Linked DNA regions of Mus musculus: all the other regions are linked to region 4. Evidence: chromatin contacts called from public HiChIP or PLAC-seq, Micro-C and promoter capture Hi-C data. All regions are on one chromosome and are shown on one strand. Each heading gives the region's core, a stretch centred on a gene start, on an enhancer-like site or on the middle of the called end of the contact. The rest is flanking DNA. Distances are from core to core; before and after follow the strand shown. Region 1 holds the start of Ntpcr (nucleoside-triphosphatase, cancer-related). Region 2 holds the start of Map10 (microtubule-associated protein 10). Region 3 holds the start of Abcb10 (ATP-binding cassette, sub-family B (MDR/TAP), member 10). Region 4 holds the start of Egln1 (egl-9 family hypoxia-inducible factor 1). Region 5 holds the start of Sipa1l2 (signal-induced proliferation-associated 1 like 2). Region 6 holds the start of Galnt2 (polypeptide N-acetylgalactosaminyltransferase 2). Region 7 holds the start of Map3k21 (mitogen-activated protein kinase kinase kinase 21).

Region 1 (3,457 bases), core at 738-3,237, 780 kb after region 4:
TGTACTCACTTGCTGTGACCCTTTGATGCTAATTTACTACATATAAATCATTGAAACTATGTTGTTATTTCGTGGAAATTGTACCAAGTGAGCACTCATTCAATGAATTATCATATAGTGAACATACTACTGTCATCTCATTTTTTTTCTTTTAATGGATGAAGGATTTCCATCTAACTTGTTTTGGGGGCGAATGACTGTAATCCCAACACTGAGGAAGCTGAGGCAGGAGAAGCTTGAGCTAACCTGGGCTACAGAAAAGATCCTGTCTTAAAAAGAGAGAAGGAGAGGAAGAGGGAGAGTGCCCAAGGCCAAGCAGATCGATGTAGACATTTTCTTTGTTTCCTCCGGTATTGATTCTCTATGTCGATTCTGTCTCTGAGCTACCGAAAACAACCCAACTCCCAGAACGCCTTACAATTCCAGTCCCCTTGCCAGCGATGGAAAATTCTAGAGGGTTAATATTTAAAATGAATATTCTGGATACAAGAAGCACTTAGGATTCTATACATGTTGTCTCTCTGTGTAAGGTTCTCCCATGGGTTTGCTTTGCTTACATCAGCCATTCTCTGAGTCCATGCAGGTGCAAGATGCGGAAGGCAAGTTACCCATTGGGATAAGAAGTAATAATACTCCATTAGAGTAACACAGGGCTATAAACAACACTGAGATGACAGTGGCAGGTGTGGCTTGCCAATCTTTTTAGGTGATTTAAACAGCAGGAAACTGAGCTGTTAAACTGGCATATATTGCCTGCTGAAAGGAGTCCAAAAATGTGTGTGTGTGTGTGTGTGTGTGTGTGTGTGTGTGTGTGTGTGAATGTGTGTATGTATATTACATTCGCAAACCAATTAAAGGTAAGGATTCCTGGAAATGGCTTTCTCATCCAGAATGGAGGGTGACTGAGCACAAGCCCAACTGCACGCATGCTCGACTAGAAGGGTCTACAGGTACATCGCGGGCAAAAGCCACTGCCACTTCATTTGCTGGTGGAATGAGTCTCGAGGCTAACTGAGGTAAGGATCCACTTTCTCTGGGTAAGGCAGTTGTGGGTTGATAGACAAGTGTGGAGGTATGGAGCAGAGATGAGGGATTCGGTGCATGGCTGGGGATAGGAAGTCCGCCTGCATCAGAGGTCTGCAACGTGGGCAAGCTTGAAAACCTCCTGCAAACAGGTTCAAGTTCTCCGGACCAATGCCAGTTACTCCAGTCTAAAGGAGGCCATCGCTTTGGGCCAAGCTGCTGTGTGAGCCCCTAGCAGTCCAGATCGGGCCAAAATGGAATCAAGGCACTATCACTAAGATGACCATCAAACTGGCTTTGAAAAAACTGTTTTGGGCTAGTTTCCCCCGAGCATGGGCGTCCCAGTCAGCTGAATGAAGTCAGTGAGGAAGTTCTTTTTCAGCAATGGAAGGGGAGAACTCTGCGGAGAGAAGCCTCGCTTTTGCTCTTGTTTCTGCTTTCCACAACTCTTTCTGCCGTTTCTGCCGCTCAGGTCAGGTCACTGGAAGCTCCTTCTACTTCCAGGTTGCAATAAAAAAGCTTAATCAGATCTTTAGACTCTTACTACCTTGTCTCAGATATTCATCTCGGGAGGTGGAGGCCAGGATAAATTGAGGTTAGCTGTTCTCCAGCTGACTGCTCCGCAGCCAAGTGAACATTGTACACGGAGTTCAAATCCCACCAACGGCTGCTCCTTCAAGGAGGGTTTCTATTGCTACATAGGAGCTCACTTGCAGCCTGAGGTGAGGGTCTCAGGGACAGAACTCAGATACTTAAGTAGCAACGGCCAAGTATCTGGAATTTCCACGAATGCATCCGTGCAGACACCTCACGTGAGTCTGGCACATAGGACTGTTCCCAGACCTTACAGCCAGCCACTGCCACATAGCACCAGGAGTAGGGAAGAATGCGCGTGCGCCTTGTGTGTCGGGAAGGGGGGGGGGGGAGCGTTGGAAACGCATGCGCGACCACGGGGCGGGGCGGTGCTTTCCCTGCCGACAGGGGCGTGGCCTTCAGCGTAAGGGGTGGAGCCTGGCCGCCCATTCTGACCCCCGACCGCCCCGCTCTGGACCACCCCGCACCCAGACCCCCACGCACATGTCGCGGCACGTGTTCCTCACCGGGCCTCCAGGTGACCCAGAGCCTGCGGGACTTGGCGGGGAGGTAGAGCGCCTGGACCTCTGTCCGGTCTCCGGCCTGGCTTGGTGTATCGCAACCCGGCGAGAGGGAAGGCCAGGAGGACTGGGGAGCACCGGTTACATGTCCCCAAGGACCGGTTGTCACCCGGGTCTCGCGCCACTGAGGCCCAGGTGTACTCTGTAGACTTTAGAGTCAGTTGAACAGGCAGAGGCTTTGGGGAGGAGCAGGGGGCCGCAGTTGGAGGCGCGCCGGCCTTGCACAGCATGCCCTGCATTTGAAATCAGGGTGCAGTTGGGTCCCCAGCTTCCTGCTGTAGGGTTCACCCGGAGCCATCATCAATACCTATGTTCATAAGAGGTTTAGTGAACACCGGACTCACAGGCTTTCCCCTCCTCCCCGAGGAGAACCTGGGAGTACTGTCAGTCCCGGATTTGCACCTCTACACCCCTGCCTCCTGTCTCAAGAGTTAGTAATGCTTCGCCCCTTGCGCTACAGGCCCCACTCCAGTGTGTCTCACTAACATCCCAAAGGGTTTGGCTTTCTAAGCCCCTCTCCAGCAAGTTAGCGAGACTTTTAAAAAGAAAGCACCCTTTGTCAGCACCACTGCCTCTCAGCCTCTTCCTAAATATTGACCAGCATCTGTAAGTCATCTCAGAGGGGGCTTTGCTCAGCTGGTTTTTTTTTTTTTTGGTTTGGTTTTTGAGACAGGGTTTCTCTGTGTAGCCCTGGCTGTCTTGGAACTCACTCTGTAGACCAGGCTGGCCCCAACTCAGAAATCCACCTGCCTCTGCCTACCAAGTGCTGGGATTAAAGGCATGGGCCACCACTGTCTGGCTTGCTCAGCTGTTTTTAACATAACAATCCCTGTGAGGAGATAGCCTCTGGGTCAAGAGCTCTTGGGCTGCTGTGTGTTGTCTGTTTGGAAATACGGATATATGGAGTTTGAAAGTTGCATTTATTTACGTATGTGAGTGTGTGCGCAGGTGTGGAGGTCAGAGGACAACTTTGAGGAGTTGGTTCTTGTTGCCCCATTGAGCCGTCTTGCTGGCCCATAAATATACTCCCCTCCCCTTATAATAAAAGTGCTGCCTGCTTGGTATGAGAGCTAAAGTGAAATGTTAAAGTGACAGGCTTTTTGTTGGTGGTGGGGTGTGTGTATGTGTGCAGTGTTTGGGATGTAAATAATAAAAGACAAAAAGCGGGGGTAGCCCCAGGGAACTCCACCCTCAGGAGCTAAGTGTGGGACCTTTGTTCCTTATTGTTCTAGGCCACAAACATCTGCTGTTGGCACATACATACTTTTGCTTAAAATCCA
Region 2 (3,285 bases), core at 88-2,587, 720 kb after region 4:
AGGGTGGAGCATCACAGCTGATAGTTGGTCACCTGCTTCCCTCCTTCCCTTGATGGTGTAACTGAGGGAGCCAGGACTATATGACTGCATATGTGTTTTTCTACTCTATCCTTGTGACTGTGCTACCATCCTGACAGTGAGACAGTGACGTGTGTGTGTGTGTGTGTGTGTGTGTGTGTGTGTGTGTGTGTGTGAGAGAGAGAGAGAGAGAGAGAGAGAGAGAAGCACAAGGGTTGTGTCTGCCTCAGAATCACCCACAACATGAGACCAACACAACGTGTCTTTGTGAGCTCTGACTTAGATCAAATAAATAGGAAGGGAGACTCCTGATCTGCGTCTTATATGAGAGACCAGGGTTGGGAATCTTCGAGACACCCTGGAAGTTGTGGAGCTTCTGAACTTGGATCTGAGATGTAAAATCGTAAAATGGGCTGGTGCTAAATTCCTCTGTGCGTAGCTTGTGCACTACAGATCTCCAGTGGCAGACACTACTTTCACTCACCGCTCCTCCCAGACATATGTACCAATGCCATTTGCCTACTAACTGAACCAATCACTTCTTCCGCTCTCATGGCGGTGGTACTGGAGATTGTATGCAGTGAACAAGCACTCTTCCACTGAGCTGCACCTCCAGCCCTGACCCATCATTTTCAATACCTTAGGATAGTACATGATCCCTCTCCCCCGGCCCCTCATATTATATAGTAAAGACCCGAAGCTAGTGGGTTCCCATCCGTAGGGAATTCTGCATCAACTAACATAACAGAGTCTTTTTGAAGACACACCAGGGTGGTCAGATGTCAGGGTGGGAGGTGAGGGCTCTGGTGGGTGTTAGGGTGCACTGTCCCAATACACTGAGAGTTCCCCTACACCTGGGCGATGCAAGGTGGTCACGATGGAAGCTGAGGTCAAACCTCCTGAGGCTTCAAGAAGCCACAAGTCCGGTGAGGGCAGGATGGCCTACTAGTGGTCATTGTGTGAGAGGACAAAGAGAGGAAGGAGCCGGTGACAGAAGCTACAGCCTCTGACAGATGCACAGCAACCACAAAAAAGGTTGACTTGAGCAGTGGTCAGCAGGCTCTGAGGCCTAAATGGGCAGGGCGGCCCATTTACTTCCGGTACGTGATCCCTAAAGACGTAGGACCTGCGGTGATGAAATATAAAATAGAAATTATATTCATTTATATAAAATTTAGAGAGAGTGCTGCTTGAGCGCGTCTACTCCCTCAGCATCACGCAGCTGCTCCGACAAAACCCCATAGGCAAAAGAACTCCCAAGAGCACTCGGGGCCGGAAGTCAAGTCTCGCGAGGGCGCGGCCGGTCACGTGACCCTCGCTCCCGCTTCCGGTTGGCGGAGCGAGCTGGCGGCGTCGCCCGGGGCAACAGCAATGGCGACCACGGCGGCCGGGCGGCTCTTCTCGCTGGAGCTGCTCGTGGACTGGGTGCGGCTGGAGACCGGGCTGTCGCCGTGCGCCGCGAGCCCGGCTGTGGCGTTTCGCCTGCTGGACTTCCCGCCGCTGCTCGTCTTCCCGCCGGCCGCTCCTGGCCCGGAGCCCCAGCGCGGCGCCATCAGCTTCGGGCGCGGCAAGGCCTGCCTACTGCGCCTGCACCCTGCCGCCCTGCGGCGCCCGCGTCTGCGCGCAGCCCTGCTGCAACTGCCCGTGGGCCCGACTTCTGCGCCCGGCCTGGTGGGAGCTTGCGACATCCTGCTGGTCCCCTCCCTGGGCCAGCGAGGTGTATTCGCCCTGCGCGGGCCAGAGGCCGAGCGTGTTGGGGAGCTGGCGCTCTTCTATCGCCTGACCGAACTGGGACGCTTTTCCCCGGGGGTTCCGCAGCTGCGAGGCCCTCTGAGCCCTGCTTGTATCCTGGACTCCGAAGCCCTGGAGGTGTCAGAGCCAAGAACCGAGGAGACCTCGAAGCCATGCACCAAAGGCATCTCTGCCAGATGTCTACAGTGTGTCTCAAATGCACGCCTTCTGGAGGGCTCAGAGCCATGTGCCAAGGATACCAACAGCTGGTCTGCAGGGGACTCAGACGCCTCAGTTGTCCAGAAGTCCTGGGAAGAAGCGGTCTTACACAGTAAGGCTAGCTCTGGGGACATGGCTTCTGCCCCTTGTTCACCCGCTCCCAGTGGGAAAACTGTCAGTTCTGTCAGTCAGGATGTCACAGAACTGGACTTTGAAACCAACACATTTTGCCCTCCTCCACTGTATTACACTCACCTGACTCAGGAAAAGACTCCTTCAGCCAGGGTTGAAATCACTATTGAGCCTCAGAGAAATGAACCTGAGGATCTAGATGACATTTTTCCCGAAACAAAACTCGTAAGTCCTCCCTTAAGGCCAGTGAAACATACAAGAGCTGCAGTGCAGGAGAGCCCTCCTGTGCTTCCAAATCTTCCTCAGACTCAGGGTCCAGGAGAAGCGAACGAAGCTCCGTGTCCTCCTCAGATTGAACAAAGTCCAGTCAATGCTATAAGACAGCTGCCACTATTGAATGCTTTATTGATTGAGCTGTCCTTGCTGTGCAACCAGCCCGTGGCAAGCCCCACCCAGGTGCATCCCCATTTAGCCTGGTTGTACAGAGGTGAAGACAAGGGGCCAGACCCTTCCACCAAGTCCACATCCCCGTCGGAATCAAAGAGCAACAAGCTTTCTGTGCGAGAAAATGAAAAGTTGGTGAATCCCCAGTCTAAAAAGAACCCTAAAGGAAAACATCCAAAGATCGGTGGCAGCCCCCCACCAAAGGTTACAAAGGGGAGGCTGCTGTATGGCTTAACAAATACACTGAGACTGCGTTTACAGCAGACAAACCCCAACATGCTGGTTGTACATGAAAAGAGAGAACAGTACAGGAGGTCACAGATACAAGCTGTGGGGCCAAAGTTGCGAATCCCCTCCTGGAAAGGGAAGGTGTCAAGCTCAGCAGCAGAAAGCCAGATGTCACCACAGCTGCCCGCAGATACACCAACAGACTCTAATGGGAAACTACCAAGCTTGGCAGTTCAAAGCCAGTTGCCACCACAGCTGCCCGGGGATGAATCTTTAGACTCCATTGGGTCTTTTGAGGAAGGTAGTGATACTTCAATGCAAATCAGGGCAGGCTTTGATGAGTCAAGCACAACTAAAGAAGTGAAACAGAGCCATGCCATGAAACAAGAAATGGTTGACCAGAGTGAAAACAGAACCATTGTCACTGCTCTGAGAGCACCCGTGAGCCCTGCAGGCTCTGTCACCCCAGAAAGATCTCTTCGATCAAATAGTTTCGGGGGAAACTGGAAAAAC
Region 3 (3,318 bases), core at 811-3,310, 970 kb before region 4:
GGAGTTCAAGGACATCCTCGGCTACATAATGAATTTGAGGCTAGCCTGGGCTACATGACACCTGTCTCAATAAAACACAGAGGAGGGGGCTGAAGAGATGGTCCAGTGGTTAAGAGCAGTGGTTGCTCTTCCAGAGGACCCAGAGTTCAGGGTTCAATCCCTACTACTCTCACATGGCAGCTCACAACTGTCTATAACTCCAGTTCCAGGGGATCTGACATCCTCACACAGACATACATGCAGGCACATAATATAAAACAAAAATAAATGTTCATATGATGAAAGTAAATAATTCATTTAAAGAGATTAAGGAAAATACAGAGGGGAAAAAAAAAGCTTACAGGATAGCAAAGAAGACAATGACTTTTTCCATTGAAATCCACAACCATTGTAAAATCTGTCTTCTTTTACTAAGGTCACAACAACTTCCTGATTCTCGTAGATGGCAGTCCCCTGTGCCCTTGCTCCACAGGCAACCTGCTCCATGCCCAATAGCCCCCAAAGAGAGTAATTTGTACAGCAAGGGACCCAACAACCTATTTGAAGTCCTGCCTGTTTCAAGAACTGTGTGGCAAAGTCTTTCCTTTTTGCAAAACCCTCATGCCTATCCCATTTCATCTCTGATCCAAACACTTCGCTGCCTGCTAAGCAGGGATTCCCAGGAGCAGGACTCCATGTCAGCTTCCCAAGGTAATCGAACCCACAGGAGGAGGGCACAGTTCATATTCACAGAAGGAATGGAGATTTAGAGCTCTAGCTCTCAGGATGGCTCTGCTCCAACCAGCCTTGCCTGCACCGACTGCCAGACATGTGGGAGTTACAGAATATTGTCACTTAGACCCAGCCAATTCTGATTTCTCTTTAAAAGCCATTTGTCTATCCGGCTGAGTTACTGTCTAGTTCTTTTATGCTGTGGCCAGTGCCTGGTCCTGACCAAGTCACCACTTAGGGAGGTGACAGCCAGCACAAAGCTCACAGTGATCCACTTCATTCTGGGAAATTTTGGTGGTTGCTTGATACTGTGTAACCCTAGCGATGTTATTATTATTACTACTATTATTATAAATGTATACTATAAAGTAGACATGATTTTGGCAAAACTCCTGTTTTTTTTTTTTCTTAAAGGAGGAAACTCTAACTTATTCAGAGAATGCCCCAAAGCAGATGCTGACAAGCTGATAGGGACCAAATATTCTAGTAATAGGCTCAGATGGGGAGTGCCAGCCAGCATCCATAGCTTTCCAACAGGTGTCAGCAGACTTGATCGCCCTTGTCAAGGCCAAGGCCAGGCCGAGGCCCACCGGCCGCCCACTGGCCCACTAGTACCCCCAGGTTCTTACCTGACAGTCTCCCGCGCTCGGGGCGCACCAGCCCTAGGAGCTTCCATACTTCTGAGCGCCCGGTCGCCGCGGGACGCCGCTGCGAGTCGTTCCCAAGGTCTCGCACACCGGTGGCAGCTGCACCCTGGAGCCTGGCGAACAGGGGATGTGCGGCGCGGGGTCCTGCCAGCACCCAGCACCTGCGGGCCCCCGAGGAGGTGGCCCACTGCCCCACGCCGCCAGGCAGCCCGGATAGGGGCGCGGGAAAGCGGAGGCCCGAACCCGGCTTGTGGATCAGAGAGGTCCACGCGCGTACGAGCGGGGTCCATTCAGAAGCCAGCCATATCCGAGAGGAGACGGCCGGGGCCCACGCTCGCACGGCAGGGCCCCGACGCGGAATCAGCAGTAGCGCCCTAGCAGAAGGGGCGCGCATGGCGCTGCGTCTGCCCGGACAGTCTCACCAACCGGCCGGGCCGCACGCCCCGGGACCCTCCCCGCCCGGCCCGAGCACAGGGCGGGGACGCAGCAGCGGCCCGCCCCTCCCGCCCCATCGGGCCAGCGCCCGGGCCGCGCCTTCCGCCGCGTAGGGTCCACCCCTGGGCGGCGACCAGCCGCTAGCTCCCCGGCAGTGCCTTGTCCGGCAGGCAGTCGCCAGCGCCTGCGCCCGCCAGCCGCACGCGGAAGCTTTTTCGCTCTCCTGCGCCCTCCACGACTTGTGAACCTGGAGCGTCCGAGCCCTTTCTCTCGCCGGTCACTGGCGGAGTGCGCATGCGCGGCACTCAGGTCGCCCCTTACGACCTGAGTCTCTTGCTTGAGACCTTTGGGTGCCTTCGCCTTCGTGCGGTCGGCAGACCAAGGAGTCTCCACATCTTGGAGAACTGTGCAATGCAGGAGGTGCCGCAGAGGCCCGGAGAGTAGAAGTGACCCCGAGAGCAGTGGTCTTAAGGACGGCAGGCCGGGAGTATCCTATGGAGGCCTAGGTTGAGGAAGGGGGAAGAGTTTGTGGACTCCTAGATAGTTCACTCGACCAGAGCGAATTCAGCCGCACACGCTTTTAATCCCAGCACATAAGAGGTAGAGACAGGCAGATCTGAGTTCGAGGCCAGCCTAGTCTATAGAGTGAGTTCCGGGACAGCCTGGGCTACATAGTGAGCCCTGCCTTTAAAAAAAAAGGGGGGGGAGGTTGCAAAACAACCTCAACACCAGTATTTTAGTTCAATATATTCCTAAAACCCAACACGAATGGGGGGGGGGAATCAAGGGACAAAACATCAGACTTTTCAAATGCATAATACCCCAGTTCCAACCCTGGAAAAGTCATTTATTAAAATAGGGAGTGGGAGGGTAGTGCAATGTTCAGTTCAGGAGCACCAGGTCCCTGAGTCCACACAGATAAAGGAGAGAGAGGGGGAGAGAGAGAGAGAGAGAAAGAGAGAGAGAGAGAGAGAGAGAGAAAAGAAAGGAAACCAAGCAGTTAGCAGCTGGTTGTAATTTGTTTATCTGCTTTCTGTTTTGTTTTCCTCATGTTTGGCCCAGACATTGAGCACTCCTTGAATCGAGGCAGAGGCAGGTAAATGTGGATCTATTTGAGTTCTAGGCCAGCCTGGTCTCATAGAGAGTCCCAGGATAGCCAGGGGTTACATAGGAAAAAAACCTGTCTCAAAAAGCCCAGTAAAAATAATAACATAAGAATCTTTCATATTTGTCTGGCTCCTGAGATCTCAGCATCGTTGTATGTTTTCCACACTCAGACAAGGGCCTCACCTACATGTGAAGTTACGAGGTGGAGGGGGTGAACAACACCGTGAGTGAGGTTAAGTCTGCCTTGAGCAAATTGGAGATGTGGGAAGCAGGCATGTCCTTTAAAATCCAGCCCTGAGGCCCAAGAAGACTTGAGTTTTCTTCCCATCAGTGCAGGAATTATAAGCCCCAGGGAGTCACAGTGTGAACTACACCCCAGCCACACTCAGCAGGACCCAGGTTCCTGCCCAAGCTCCAG
Region 4 (3,355 bases), core at 157-2,656:
CAGGCCGCCAAGCTTTTCCTGAATACAGGGAGTTTTCCGACCACAGGCTTTTAAATGAACCTTTCTGGGGGCAGCTGACAGAGTCCTAGCTAAACACAGTGTCTGGCTCTCAATCAGAGCCGGGTGCGCGCTAAAAACCGCGGGGCTTTTAACTAGCTCAGGCACACAGGCAAGATAAGATGCATCACCCAGACCCGGTGTAGCTGGTACCCCAACGACCCCCACGAGTGACCAGGGCTCCGGCAGGCTCTGCACTGTGCACTGTGGCAGACAGTACAAGGACAAAAGGAGCCACGCTAAGACAGAGCGCCGGGCCCCGGGTCTGCGGGGGCGGGGGGTGGTCCTCACAGACCCTCCTCCGGTCGCAAGAGCCCCAGCCACTTACTTTCGTTCGGCCGTTTATCCTGTAGTTGCCCAGCTTCCCGCTGCAGTGGCGGATCAGGTCGTCCATGCTGCTCATGAGCAGGCCGATGGTTTCGCAGCCGGGCTCTTTGCCCTCGATCCAGGTGATCTGGTCCCCCCGGATGTCCTTGGAAGAGTCACTCTTCTGGCTGACCAGCTGCCCGTCCGTGAACTTGCCGGTGTCGTGCAGGGCGCGCACCTCATCGCCGATCTGCTGCCCGGTCTCCCTGCCCAGGAAGTCGTCCACCACGCAGATGCCGTGCTTGTTCATGCACGGCACGATGTACTCCAGAGCCAGCTTCAACGCGGGCAACGGCTTGGTCTGCCCGTTGGGCCGCAGCCCTCCACCGGGACTCAGCGCCTCCCCGGGGCCGCCACCCGCTGGGCACAGGCTGGCGCGCTCGGGGCCCGGAGACCGGCTAAGCGGAGGATCCTCGGAGCCGGGCTCTGCTGGGCCGGGGCCGCTCCGGGCCTGCGCCGCGTCCTCCGGGCCCGGTACGCGCGAGGCCGCCGCGCTGTCCCCGCGCCGGGCCGCCCCGCCGGCGCGCGCGGCTCCGGGGGCCCCACCGGGCGGGGGCGCGACGCGGGGCTGCGCCGGCGCGGGCTGCGCGCGGGGGGCCTCGCCGCCCTGGCACACCAGCTTGTGCTTCTTCCAGTCCTGGCGCTGGTGCTCTTTGCAGCAGTAGAAGGAGCTGCGGCAGCGGCCGCAGCGCAGCAGGTTCTCCATCTTCCCGCACAGCTCGCAGTACTGCCGGTCGCGCTCGCTGGCGCTCAGCACGCCGGGCCCGCCGCTGTCACTGGCCATGGCCGCGGCAGGGCGGGCCGCGGGCCGGGAGCGGGGCGGCGGCGGGGCCGTCGGGGCGCCCGCCCGGGGCCGCCGCCCGCTGCGGGAGGCCGCGCGCGCCCTGGCCTCGCCTGCCTTGCCCGGGGCCGCCTAGCGCCGCATCGCGCCGGAGAGAGCGCGGCCTGCGCGGCGCACAGCGCCCTGGGCGGGCGGGCCCAGCCGGCTGCGTCGGGGCGGGCGGGCAGGGCGCGGGCCTGCGGGCGCCACTCGCTCCGCGCGCGCTGCACGTACACCACGGCCCCGGCGACCCGGCGCGCGGGCGGAGAGGGCGGGGGCCGCGCGCACGCGGCGGGCCGGGCCTAGCGGGCGGGCGCGCCGCTTCCTCCGCCCTCCCCTCCTCCTCGCGGCTCCGCCCGGGGCGCGCGTCGCCGGCCTGCGCGCGCGCAGCTCCACCTGCCTGTCCGGGCCCGCCGGCAGCGCTCCGGGGCTGCCTCGGCCACCTCGGTCCCGCGGAGGAGGAAACGGAAGCTCAGACGGCCGCTGGGCCGCTCCAAGCTCCGGGACGGCCGCTGCGCGCTCCCGGTCTGCTGCTCCCCGGAGGCCGCGGAGGGCACAACAAAGGCCCCCCGGGCAGCCTGCTCCGGGACCGGCTCCTGCAGTCGCCGGGCCTGGTTCTGGCTTTGCTTTGTTTTTGCTTTTCTGCGGTCCTTAAACTCTTGAGATTTCTCCCGGTTCCGGTTCGAGACCTCTGGGTTAAGTAAGGTAATCAGGGCTCGGTTCCAGATCCGCATTCAGGCCTGAAGCTCTCAAGAGCATAGTCCGTGAACGAAGCTGCACAGGGAGTTAAAGTCTCACATTAGAATCTGCCAATAGTGTCTGCAGAATTATGAGGATTATTACGGGCTTTCTTTGTTGTCTTGAGACGCAGCCCGGTAGTCCTCGGAAGTAGATTCTCCTACCTCTTCTGGTCAGTGGTAAGGTGATTAGCGTGAGCCCTCTTTGCCAACTCAGTTATCTGCATTTTGTTTGATTTCAGTGTTGTAAATTGAGACGAACACACTAGTTGCTGTTTCTTTGTTTTTATGAAACCTTCAAACCTCATAGAGCTTGGCACGGTGGTAAACGGCTTTAATGCTGGCACTCAGAGGCAGGAAGATCATTGTGAGATTGGGGCCAGCCTGGGCTACAAAGTGAGTTCCAGGATCAAACGCACTTGCACACACAGCTCAGAGAAACAAACCAGAGACTGTCGGTTCCACGTGTGATTTGTAGTAAGTAACTAGTGGGGCCGGGGCAAGGAGAATGACGGGTATATTTGGAGCTGCAGAGAGGGAAGCAAGAGCTGTACAGGTTGAGGACCAACCTGCTCTATGTGGTGGGTTCTGGGACAGCCAGGGCTACGGAGTTCGACATGGTCATACAGCCTCCAAAACAGAAGGACCTCCCTAGGTGCAAACATTTGTCATAATGTACACACACGGTCGTATACTTGAGTGTAGCCATTGGGACAGACAGCCGAGAATTTAAAATTGCTGTTTGGATGCCAGGGGGAACACAGAAACGGGAATTGTTAGCTCTGCCATTTGAATGAAGTTGCAAGCAAACAACTCCGAAATGTAAGAGCGACAACATTTACACGCATACACTTTGAGAATAATCTTGAAGCTGAACATGGTGGTAGCACACGTCTGTAGTGCCAGCTCTTGGGAGATGGAGACTGAGTTCATCTTTGCTTACACAGAGGCCACCCCTGACTACATGAGCTCCTTCCCAGTGCAAAAATACAAAGCCATTTTGATCTGGGGGTGTAGTTCAGGGGTACAGTGCTTGCTTGCTGTATGCAAAGCCCTCAGTTCATTTCCCGGGACCAAAGAAAATATTTTTCTGAAATGCATACATTGAATGCAGGAAGCAGGCTGGGCCTGTGGCTCATTTAGCTCTTTGCTGGAAGCCTAGAGTCCTAACCTTGATCCCCAGGAACCTCCCCCCACAACCTCCCCCCCCACACAAGTAAGTAGATATAAGTAGAATCAGATAGTTCTTCGGCCTCTTTTTTGCTAGAGTACATACACTTTTTTTTTTTTTAACTGTTTGTAAAAGGAACTTGTCTTGGCAGGAAGCAACAAGCAGGGAATTTGTTACAATTCTTTTACATTTACTTGCTTGTAC
Region 5 (3,127 bases), core at 262-2,761, 620 kb after region 4:
GGCCACTGATCGGTTAACTAGAGGCACTAGTTTAATGACTAGACTGTACTAGTCATTAAAAAGCCGTGCTGGGAAGAGACAAGCCAGATCTCACCAGGGGAGAAGGAAACGCAGAGGTCCGTGACACAACCCTCAGTATGACTCAGGCAGACGCACTCAGCTACAGATCTTCCTCAAATGCTGCCGGTCAACCCTTAGGCATGAACAGCCTCACACGCGCCCAAAACTGAAGATAGACTATTCTTCCCCCCTCCCAACCACCCTCCACCCCCTGCAATAGATCCCATTGCTGCCTGTTCCGGAAACCGCTCCAGCTAGCCATAAACAGCATGTCGAAATCTATGCAGCTCTTATCACCAAACCCACCCAAGAACTCCACATTCTCCAAAGACATCAAGACCTCCGCGATGCAGAGCCCAGTAACAAGCAGCTCGCTCATTCGTAGTCACCTCTGGTCGCTAGAGATCAAAGCCCACTTTCCATATTTGAAAAAAGAAATATAATAACCAGTTTAAGCCTTACAGGGGAGTACTATGTTTCAAATAAAGCAGCAGTTTGGGATAGTTTCTTCCTTTCATTCCAATTTGTAAGACGTTAAATAAATAAATAAATCCCAGCCTAGACTGCAGACGCAGGAAACTCAAGCGGGCAGCGGACTAAAATGCCTGTCATAAGAAAGCCATCTAGTGTTAAAGTTTAGAAGTGAAACCGCAGACAAAAGGAACATTTCTGGGACTATTTTGAAGTTACTGGGGAAAACCAATGAGAATAACCAAGACGCCCCGTTTTCTGCGGATGACTTGGGTTTTGGGGTGTTCTGCATTCTGCCTTTCCCCCTCGCTGTTTGGCCTTCTTTCTCAAAGCCATCCTTGCGCAGACCGAGGCAACTCCAAGCAGAACCCGAAGCGCCTAAGACCTGTTTTGACCAAAATCAGGTATCGCCCAGCCCCAATTCGTGAGGACGCACTTGCTGTCCGTTCGCCCGTGCTGACGTTGGCCCGGACTGAATTAATGTAGCCGAAGATGGTTAATGACGACAAACGTCTCCCCAAGGGGTGACGCCAAGTTGTCCTCGGCTTTCGCTCTCCGGGAGACGAGCCGAAATTGATTCTCGGGATTCTGCGACCAGGCTCAAATGAATGTGCCGGCGCTGCCGGTCGCTTCCCGACCGCGGTCCTCACCCGCGGAGACGCGAGCCCGCGCGTACAAAGGAGCGGGAGTCCCGGGGGAGCGGCCCGCAAGTTGCGCGCAGCCGGGCAGGTCCGGTCCCTGCGCCCTGCACCCCGCACCCCCCGGCACGCACCTCGGAGCCGCGGTCCTCTGGACCCCGCCAGGGCCGGCGCGCAGAAGCCAGGGCCTCGCCGCCCGCCGCCGTCCCGCGCTACCCATGGGCGCGCTCCCCGCGCGGCCGTTGCGCCCGCGGCTCGAGCTGTCGCCAGGCGCCGCGCTGCGTCCTCGGCCGCCCGGCTCCGTCTGCAGCCGGCTCCCGCCGCCGCCGCCCGCCCCGGCACCGCCCCCACGCGCTCCGCCCCCGCCTATTGGCCGGTGCCCCGAAAGACCCCACCCCGAGCGCGCCGCCCCCTCTCATTGGCCGGTGGCCGGACGGTCCCCGCCCCTAAAGCTCCGCCCACGCCCATTGGCCAACCGGACAGGCCCCGCCCCGAGCGCTCCGCCCACGCCCATTGGCGCGCCTCCTGGCCAGACTCGCCCCTCGCGGTCGGGCGCGCGCGAGCGCGAGCGTCCTCGGAGAGCGATTCTCCAGGTCGCGGCGAGCGCGAGGCCTCGGCTTACGGGGACAGGCGGCCGGCTTCGGAGTGCTCGCGAGCCCGGGTGCCCTCGGAACGACCGGTGCTCTCCGGGTGTGGACTCTCATTCGTACATGCTCGCACCATGTCCGGACCCTTGAGAGTCACCACGGCCTGGCGAAGCCCGAGGGACGGACTTGACGCAAAAGTGCAAGCTGTAGTCGCGCGGGCCGGGGAACCTGAGCCAGGAGCGATGCACGAGCGGGCCCACGCCTGCTCTCGGTGTTCCGGCCCTGTCTACCCCCTTTACCCCCAACCGCCGGGAGCCTCACCTGCGGCCGGCTGCAGAAGAGCGGCGTTGGGCTCTATTTTGAGATGCACGGGCAGGAGGAGTAAATAAGGCCGGAGCAGGTGGCAGAGCTGGCTCCACCTTACGTCCCCAGAGTCCTGAAATGGTTTGTTTGGGACTTTGAACTCCTCCCTGGAAGAGATAATGTTAATAATGTTATCTCTCCTTCCCTGTCGCAGTGCTTCCTACTACGAGCACACATCCTGGTGAAGTTTAAACAGTGGGTCCCCACCCAAGCTGCATTTCTCTGCGTGCACATTGTCCAATCTCTTATATATCATTTTAAATACAGGTGTAATGCGTAGGAATGGGCCTTGTAAAACATGCCAGCAACCTGTATATGACATTATGCTCCTGAGATTTCCAGGTTTTGAGGTCTTTCTGGATGGTCTCCCTATACCTACCGTTTGCAGAAGTTGTGTATGCATTCCACAAACATGAAGTCTGAGAAAAGTCCTGTGCTGCAGTGCTTTCTGGGAAACTTTTTACCAGACCCTGCTCTGTGCTTGGGGGTGAGGTGGGGGAGGGGGCAGATTAAACCGGGGCAGAGACTGTGGAATACAGCGCCAGAGAGGAAGGCAGGGCGTGGCTGCGGGCTCAGGTATCTTACAGAAACAAATATAAAATGCCTCTTTTGGCGAAGGTACGGAGATTGCTGGGGTTTCCAAGAAAAATACCAGCCATGAGGCATTCAACGGAGCTTGTCTAAAAGCCAGCGTGAGTCAGATTCCTCAGAAGTTAAGGGCGTTCTCTGCTTTTGCCAAGGACCTGGCTTCTGTACCAGGCTCTCAGTGGCAACTTACAACCATCTGTAACTCCAGGTTCAGAGGATCAGAGGCCCTCTTCTGGCTTCTCTGGTCATTGCAGCCATGCTGTGGACATACATGACTTCAAGCAATCTCTCAAGCAAATGAAAGCTAGAGTGAGCTACCATAGGTTCGTCATCTCCTGTTACTGTCCTGCGAGCCTCCCTCTCTGCCCTTCAAAGGCCTCATTACCCTGGGAATTCTTAAGAAAACAGAATCTAGGAACT
Region 6 (3,131 bases), core at 472-2,971, 720 kb before region 4:
TTCTTCTTCTTCTTCTTCTTCTTCTTCTTCTTCTTCCTCCTCCTCCTCCTCCTCCTCCTTGTTCTTCTGTCTCTATCTCTGTCTTTTTCTGTCTCTCTCTGTCTCTCTGTCTCTGTCTCTCTGTTTCTGTCTCTCTGTCTCTCATTTAGCAATCTTCCTGGCTCAACCTCCCGAATGCTGAGATTACAGGTGACACAACCACCATCAGTCAATGTGTGTGTGTGTGTGTGTGCTCGTGCCTGTGTGTGTGCATGTGTGTGTTGGGGAGCATAATCAGATGAAATGTTAGGATTCCTCTTCCACACTCAGCAATATGACTAACTTTCTGTTTTGCTTTTGTAGTAGCAGTTTTGCTGTCCTTTGACTTCTCAGATAGGAAGCATTTGGAGGCAGGGCTCCGGGTGGGGACTTTCTCTTCTGTCCTCTGCAGTTTTCAACAGATACTGATGCTGATGCTATGCTGGGGGAGGGGCCACTTGCTTGTCTCTTTCCTGCTCTTTGGGGTTTGTCCTGCTTCCTCTTCTTTCCCTTCACTCCCAGGCCTCTGAGGGGCAACAGTTGTTCCCACTTATCTGACTGTCCCCAAGACTCTTGGGTGTTTTCAAGCCTGTCATCTCTTCAGTATTTTACAAATCTCTTCCCTGGTCAGTACAGTGCTCGGATTCTAGTACTTGGAACGGAACTTCTTAGGGTATGAGAAACCTGTCTTCTGTGAAGGGTGTTTGCAGAATGGGGTGCCTGGTGGAATGGGGTGCCTGGTGGAATGGGATGTCTTCAGGAATGGGGTGTCTTCAGGAATGGGGTGTCTGGTGGAACTAAGAGGCTTTCCCTTCTCACTTCTGAGAAGTCTGAAGTTCAGGTGAGGCTCAGAATCCTGGTAGCCCAAGGCTTGCGGTGCTCTTTGTTCAGGATTGGGCAGACTGCCGCCCAGGGAGTTCCTTCCTCCTGCAGTGTGGGCAGATCTCAGAAATATTTGCAGGCTCTCAAGTACTGGAAATTCTTTTCCAGACACAGGGACTTAGAGTCACAAGGTCATGGACAAGGTTACAGTCACCAGAGCTGCTGTCAGGGAACTCGCTGCTGCCTGCTCTATTAAGTGGGTTACTATGCTCACCTCATTCCTTCAAGAAAGCAACCAATAAAAAACCGAAAAGATTTAAAAACATAAATTACCATCTATCTCCCCTCTTTTTCACGTTTATTTAAAACCACCACCATTCCATTTTGCTTTTAAGAGCAGGAAGGGTCATCCTTACAAGCAAGCGCCTTGAAATCTACCTTCCCTGTCTTAGTCTTGTTCAGACCACAGGGCAGTGCATTCCTGTTATCCCAGGACTCAGAAGTCTGATGCAAAAGGAGTGCTGCGAGATTGAGGCCAGCATGGGCTGGATGGTGAGTTCGAGGTCAGTCTGGATTATAGGATGAGACCTTATATTAAAAAAGAGAAAGCACAAATAAAAAATAAAAACCCAAGAACCCACTATTGCCCAAATAGTGAATGTGACGGATGGCGGGCCGGGGCGATCTCTGCAGACTGGCCCATTCCAAGTCTTTGGGGAACCGCGCGTCCGCGCCCGCTGCCTCCACCTGCCACTCCCGGGGGCGCGCAGTGGGCGGGGCGCCGCTGCCATGGAGACTCGGCTCCGCCCCCGCGCCCGCCCCTCAGCGTCGATTGGTCGCCCTTTGCTCCCTGACCCCGCCGCTGGGCCGCCGCTTCCTGCCGGGCGCCGAGCGCCGAGCGCCGAGCGCCGCCCGCCGAGCGCCGCGTCTTCCCGCGCCGCCGCCCCGAGCTCCGCCCGCCGCGCGCTCCGCCCGCCGCGCCGCCAGGCTGCCCGGCGGCCGCCCAGAGCGAGGATGCGGCGGCGCTCGCGGATGCTGCTGTGCTTCGCGCTGCTCTGGGTCCTGGGCATCGCCTACTACATGTACTCGGGGGGCGGCTCCGCGCTGGCCGCGGGCGGGGGCGGCGCCGGCAGGAAGGTGAGTGCCGCGAGGCCTGTGCGCCGACCCGGGCCTGCAGCGGGGAGGCGCCGTGCACCGAGAGTGCTCCCCGGCTCGGGGCAGCAGATGTGGGGACCCTGGCCGGGACGCGCGCCTCAAGTTTTCTCCGGGCCCTCAGGCCAGCGGCGCGAGCTCCGGCCCTGTCCGGCTCACCCGCGGCTCTGGGTGCAGCGACTTGCCTCCCGCATGCGGGGCGCGGGCACCCGGAGCCACGTACCGCCCTGCGCCAGGATCTTGGAGGCTGTTATCTCGCTGGCGACACTGCGCTCCACTCCCTGTGCCGGGATCATAGGGACAACCCTTCCGCCGGACTCCCTGCCCCCTGCTCCGTACTCCGCCCAGATCACCCCGGAGCCCCACTCCCTGCTCCGGGATCTTGGGGATCGTTGTCACCCGAAACCCGGTGCTCCCCGAGCCACATTCCGCCCAACTGGAACCCGCGACCCTCTCGTCTTGCGCCCAGATCTTGGGGACCTTGGTCGGGCTGGAACCCTGGTGCTCCAGTGATCAGAGGCGTGATCCCTCCCTATCCTCCCCATCCAGCACCCCGGCAGTGAGGTCGTACCGTGGTTCTGTCAGACCTCCCGTTCTACTTGCTACACTGCCCACCTCGGCCCTTGGCCGCTCACGGCGGCGGGAACTACCTAGCCTTTTGCGCTTGCATTTCCTAACCCCAAGTCCGCATTTCCTAACCCCAAGTCCCTCCTCGGTGTGTGTCTCTGGTGGGTTCGGTAGTGAGGCCGGGAGTCTTAGAGCTTACAGGTTCTGATTCGGCAGTCATCTCGGCTTGGGTACCGAGTGGACACCGAGCGAGCGTGGGATCCTTGCCTTGGTTGGTGCTGTCTAGGCTGTTGTATTCTCTCCTGAGGGGTTTGTGGTGTTTTACTAGCTAACGAGCTTCGAAATATAGTTATCTTTTCCAAAGATTTGTAGCCCTCCTTACTTGATTTTGAGTAACAGTACACGACCAGAAAAGAATGGAGGTAGATCGCGGCTTAGGGAGATAGGGGGTAGAATCTTGAGTAGGATGGACTGCCCATGAGCAGCCGCCGACTTTACCCCTACTCAGACACTGAATGTCAAAGGCACATGGCTGATTCCCTTTTTCTCTGGCATCTTCAAGTTATTCCTAG
Region 7 (3,169 bases), core at 117-2,616, 960 kb after region 4:
CAAACACCCTCCAGGCTCTTCTCAGCTACCACGCGAGGTTACCGTTTTACAGATGAGCAAATTTAGACACTGCGAACAAACAAAACGGCAAAGAGCCGAAGCAAAACAAAACCTCCTTATGTGCTCTCGTGTTAGGAGCATCCTACACCGGCCAGGACGCTCAGGCTTAGCACACGTTGTGTTCTGGTGTCGTGAACCAATTTTGCAACTGTATTCTCTACTTTTTAAAGCTTCATCAGTTGTGTCACCCTGGCAACCTGTAGCTCATAGGTGCCTCCAAGGTAGTCTACATCGGAGTCTGAGGGTACACAGGGTTAGACGGGACCTGGGGATTCCTGACATCGGAGCACTGTAGGCACAGGAACGCGCCAGCTTTCGGGGTTATGAGACTGTGGTTCCCTATGTCTGTAACCTGGAGACTTTCCATGCCTGCAGTCCGGTGAGATCAAGCACACTAGACCTCTGTCTGGAACCGCGCTCCAGGATCCGAACGTCTATCTGTTGCTGGGATGGTCTGTCACTTTACATCTAGAGCTCCAGGGTCCTCTTCTCTCCATCTCCTCTCTCTTTTCACTGAGGAGTCCAACCATCTTCGAGCACCATGATCTCTCTCTTTAACTTTCTGGAAAACTTTAAGTGGCCCCAGGCTTACTCCGCCATCGAGGCCAAGAGGGCGCCTGAGGTGTAGTGGAGACGCCAGAGGGCGGGCTCAGAATAGGTCACGCGTGGAGGTGAAAAGGCTGACAGTCTGGGGGCGGGGTCAGAATGGACCTAGAAAGCGGAGGCGGTCCCCGAAGGGCGGTCGAGGGGACCCGGCTGTTTAGAGGATCGTCAGTAAGGGACCTTGAGTAATGGATTTGGAACGGGTGGGACAGATCCAGGAGATCAAAAGAAGGTGGTCCTTATGAACTCAGAGCAGAGAGTGGGCCTAAGAAGACTGCCCCAGCGCGAAGTAAATGGACCTAGAGGTGTGGATCCAGGAGCACCAATGAACTTAGAGAATGAACTTGGGAAAGGGCGGGCACCAGGGGTGGAACCAGGAAGACTTGGAGGGAGGACGAATCTCGGCAAAGCAAAATTACAGGGGCAGAAACGCCAACCTGGCGGAATGGGTTTGCTGGGGGCGTGTCGGGCACAGGAGACTCAGGTTCAGGTTAGACTCAGAGAGAGTTCTAGGGGTTAAAGAACCTGGAGGGCGGGACTGGCACTAGGGAGGGACTAATGGAGGGTGGAACCCAGGGGTAACGAACCCGGCGGGGCCAGAGCTAGTGCCAAGGGGAAAGGACCTGGAGGGTGGAGTGGCCAAGGAGGAGGGGCTGAGGGTGGGGGCGACTTCTGGGGAGCGCGCGTAAGTCTAAGCAGGTCCAGCACCGCCACCGGTTGTCCGCGCTAGCGGCTGCGGGGAAGAACTAGCCAAACTGGAGGCAGAGCAGAGGTCAGAGCCCCCGGGCAGTGGTCGTAACCTCTGTAGTCCTGCTCCAGCCCTGCACCCTTCCCTGTTAGCTCGGACCGATGATACGCGTCGCTGGAGACCCGGAAAGCTGAGGTTGTGGCTGTCGCACTTGGTCCACTAGCGACCTCTCAATCGCCCCTATGGCTCTACCTGTAGCCGAGGGCACGGCTGACACGCCGCTGTCCCCGGCCCGGGACGACTCGGGGAGTACCTCCTCCGGGATGTGGGCCGCGCTTTATGATTACGAAGCGCGCGGTGAGGACGAGCTGAGCCTGAGGCGCGGTCAGCTGGTCGAGGTACTGTCGCAGGACGCCGCGGTGTCAGGAGACGAGGGCTGGTGGGCCGGCCAAGTGCAGCGGCGCCTGGGCATCTTTCCGGCCAGCTACGTGGCGCCCTGTGGCCCGGTGCCGCCGCCGGCGCCGCCCCCGCCGAGACCCTGCTCGCCTGTGCACGTAGACTTCGAGCGCCTGGAGCTCAAGGAGCTGATCGGCGCCGGCGGCTTCGGTCAGGTGTACCGCGCCACCTGGCAGGGCCAGGAGGTGGCGGTGAAGGCGGCGCGCCGGGACCCGGAGCAGGACGCGGCGGCGGCGGCCGAGAGCGTACGGCGCGAGGCGCGGCTCTTCGCTATGCTGCGGCACCCCAACATCATCCAGCTGCGGGGTGTGTGCCTGCGGCAGCCGCACCTCTGCCTGGTGCTGGAGTTCGCGCGTGGCGGCGCGCTCAACCGCGCGCTGGCGGCGGCAGCATCGGATCCGCGAGCGCCCGGCCCCCGCCGCGCGCGCCGCATCCCCCCACAGGTTCTGGTCAACTGGGCGGTGCAGATCGCCCGCGGCATGCTGTACCTGCACGAGGAGGCGGTGGTGCCCATCCTGCACCGTGACCTCAAGTCCAGCAACAGTAAGTGAGGCTAGCCCCAAGGGAATTAGGTTCCAGGAGCCAAGAGAGGGGTCTGGCTCTGACACAGAGTGGGAAGACAGGCTCTGGTTAACTTGCTTTAGGGAAGTTCGTACTTACCCTGGCGTTATTACCTGTGAGCACCCCTTTAAAAGACAGGGTCAGGAGCTTGTAGATAAATTTTTTTTTACTCTCCGGACCTATCGGACACTACACATATAATCTGTGTAGGTCTCCCAATACGCTTGCACGGGACTTTACCAGCCCTGGCCTTAAACAGAGCATGTTTAGCCTGGTGGCCACATTACCTGCACTCCGTCAGTCATTTCCTTCCACTTTACAAGTGTCTTATTAAAGTTTCTAATTCTTTTCTCCTGGTACGCTCTGCAAAAGCTGGGCTTCACGCATTCCAAGCAGGCATTCTGCCGCTGAGCTCTACCCCACCACCCACCCCAAACCATGTTCACTGTGAACATGGCTTCTTGCCCTTGGTCTTTCCTTACGGGTCAGAAGTCTCTGTCTCTGAAACATGACTGTACTGTTAGGAGAAATCTTTTCTGCACATTGGAAAGCACCCATTTGGGCCGAGAACAAGTGCACGGATCCTGTACGGTACTGGAAATATCAGGTTGTGTCAGTCGCCTGATCTGGAAGTCAGAGTGGACTTTCCAGGCATTAGCAGGGAGCTCCCATGCAATCTAAACACAAACCATCAGCATGAACGTCTAAGAGAGCTGGAGTCCAGGATTGCTGTTTGCAGTTGCTCTCCACTACTGGAGAGCCTTCCCCTCCCCAGAGTGAAATGGAATCTCTTGCAAGTCT

What was found. Promoter capture Hi-C pulls out the DNA fragments that hold promoters and counts their contacts. Hi-C and Micro-C count contacts between places; a contact is called where the count stands out from the background. HiChIP or PLAC-seq counts read pairs in DNA pulled down with a chosen protein or histone mark. Capture Hi-C pulls out chosen DNA fragments and counts their contacts.
Region 1: a contact with region 4 is called in a promoter capture Hi-C map of embryonic stem cells, with 4 times the contacts expected there. The contact joins the promoter of Ntpcr here to the promoter of Egln1 in region 4. A contact is called at or near these places in 5 of 39 promoter capture datasets (embryonic stem cells, frontonasal cranial neural crest, hippocampal neurons and 2 more), 3 of 115 datasets of contacts at active chromatin or transcription factors (embryonic basal ganglia, embryonic stem cells and pancreatic cancer cells) and 2 of 9 other capture datasets (embryonic stem cells and liver).
Region 2: a contact with region 4 is called in an H3K4me3 HiChIP or PLAC-seq map of embryonic limb bud, with 4 times the contacts expected there. The contact joins the promoter of Map10 here to the promoter of Egln1 in region 4. A contact is called at or near these places in 4 of 39 promoter capture datasets (embryonic stem cells, hippocampal neurons, pre-B cells and 1 more), 3 of 115 datasets of contacts at active chromatin or transcription factors (embryonic forebrain, embryonic limb bud and embryonic stem cells) and 1 of 9 other capture datasets (embryonic stem cells).
Region 3: a promoter capture Hi-C map of liver shows a contact between it and region 4, with 2.1 times the contacts expected there. The contact joins the promoter of Abcb10 here to the promoter of Egln1 in region 4. A contact is called at or near these places in 1 of 484 Hi-C or Micro-C datasets (cerebellum), 1 of 115 datasets of contacts at active chromatin or transcription factors (pancreatic cancer cells) and 1 of 9 other capture datasets (liver).
Region 5: a contact with region 4 is called in a Micro-C map of embryonic stem cells, with 2.3 times the contacts expected there. The contact joins the promoter of Sipa1l2 here to the promoter of Egln1 in region 4. A contact is called at or near these places in 3 of 39 promoter capture datasets (cranial neural crest, hippocampal neurons and pre-B cells), 4 of 484 Hi-C or Micro-C datasets (cortical neurons, embryonic stem cells and stem cell-derived neurons), 4 of 115 datasets of contacts at active chromatin or transcription factors (astrocytes, cardiomyocytes, memory CD8 T cells and 1 more) and 1 of 9 other capture datasets (adipose tissue).
Region 6: a promoter capture Hi-C map of liver shows a contact between it and region 4, with 4 times the contacts expected there. The contact joins the promoter of Galnt2 here to the promoter of Egln1 in region 4. A contact is called at or near these places in 1 of 39 promoter capture datasets (liver) and 1 of 115 datasets of contacts at active chromatin or transcription factors (embryonic stem cells).
Region 7: an H3K4me3 HiChIP or PLAC-seq map of embryonic forebrain shows a contact between it and region 4, with 4 times the contacts expected there. The contact joins the promoter of Map3k21 here to the promoter of Egln1 in region 4. A contact is called at or near these places in 4 of 39 promoter capture datasets (the 3T3-L1 cell line, cranial neural crest, liver and 1 more), 1 of 484 Hi-C or Micro-C datasets (embryonic stem cells) and 3 of 115 datasets of contacts at active chromatin or transcription factors (embryonic forebrain, embryonic midbrain and pancreatic cancer cells).

Annotation. Positions count from the first base shown.
Region 1 is chr8:125,732,216-125,735,672 of GRCm38.p6, forward strand. Ntpcr (nucleoside-triphosphatase, cancer-related) reads left to right here and starts at 1,988. Exons shown (of 5, transcript NM_025636.5): 1 at 1,988-2,134. The coding sequence starts at 2,101.
Region 2 is chr8:125,668,481-125,671,765 of GRCm38.p6, forward strand. Map10 (microtubule-associated protein 10) reads left to right here and starts at 1,338. Exons shown (of 1, transcript NM_028908.3): 1 at 1,338-3,285. The coding sequence starts at 1,390.
Region 3 is chr8:123,981,062-123,984,379 of GRCm38.p6, forward strand. It overlaps Abcb10 (ATP-binding cassette, sub-family B (MDR/TAP), member 10), which reads right to left and starts at 2,061. Exons shown (of 13, transcript NM_019552.2): 1 at 1,341-2,061. The coding sequence starts at 1,752.
Region 4 is chr8:124,947,848-124,951,202 of GRCm38.p6, forward strand. Egln1 (egl-9 family hypoxia-inducible factor 1) reads right to left here and starts at 1,407. Exons shown (of 5, transcript NM_053207.2): 1 at 386-1,407. The coding sequence starts at 1,207. It overlaps Gm46060 (a long non-coding RNA gene), which reads right to left and starts at 378. Exons shown (of 2, transcript XR_001778719.2): 1 at 1-378.
Region 5 is chr8:125,568,352-125,571,478 of GRCm38.p6, forward strand. It overlaps Sipa1l2 (signal-induced proliferation-associated 1 like 2), which reads right to left and starts at 1,512. Exons shown (of 22, transcript NM_001357372.1): 1 at 1,304-1,512.
Region 6 is chr8:124,229,673-124,232,803 of GRCm38.p6, forward strand. Galnt2 (polypeptide N-acetylgalactosaminyltransferase 2) reads left to right here and starts at 1,722. Exons shown (of 16, transcript NM_139272.2): 1 at 1,722-1,977. The coding sequence starts at 1,855.
Region 7 is chr8:125,909,084-125,912,252 of GRCm38.p6, forward strand. It overlaps Map3k21 (mitogen-activated protein kinase kinase kinase 21), which reads left to right and starts at 1,367. Exons shown (of 10, transcript NM_145608.2): 1 at 1,367-2,350. The coding sequence starts at 1,594.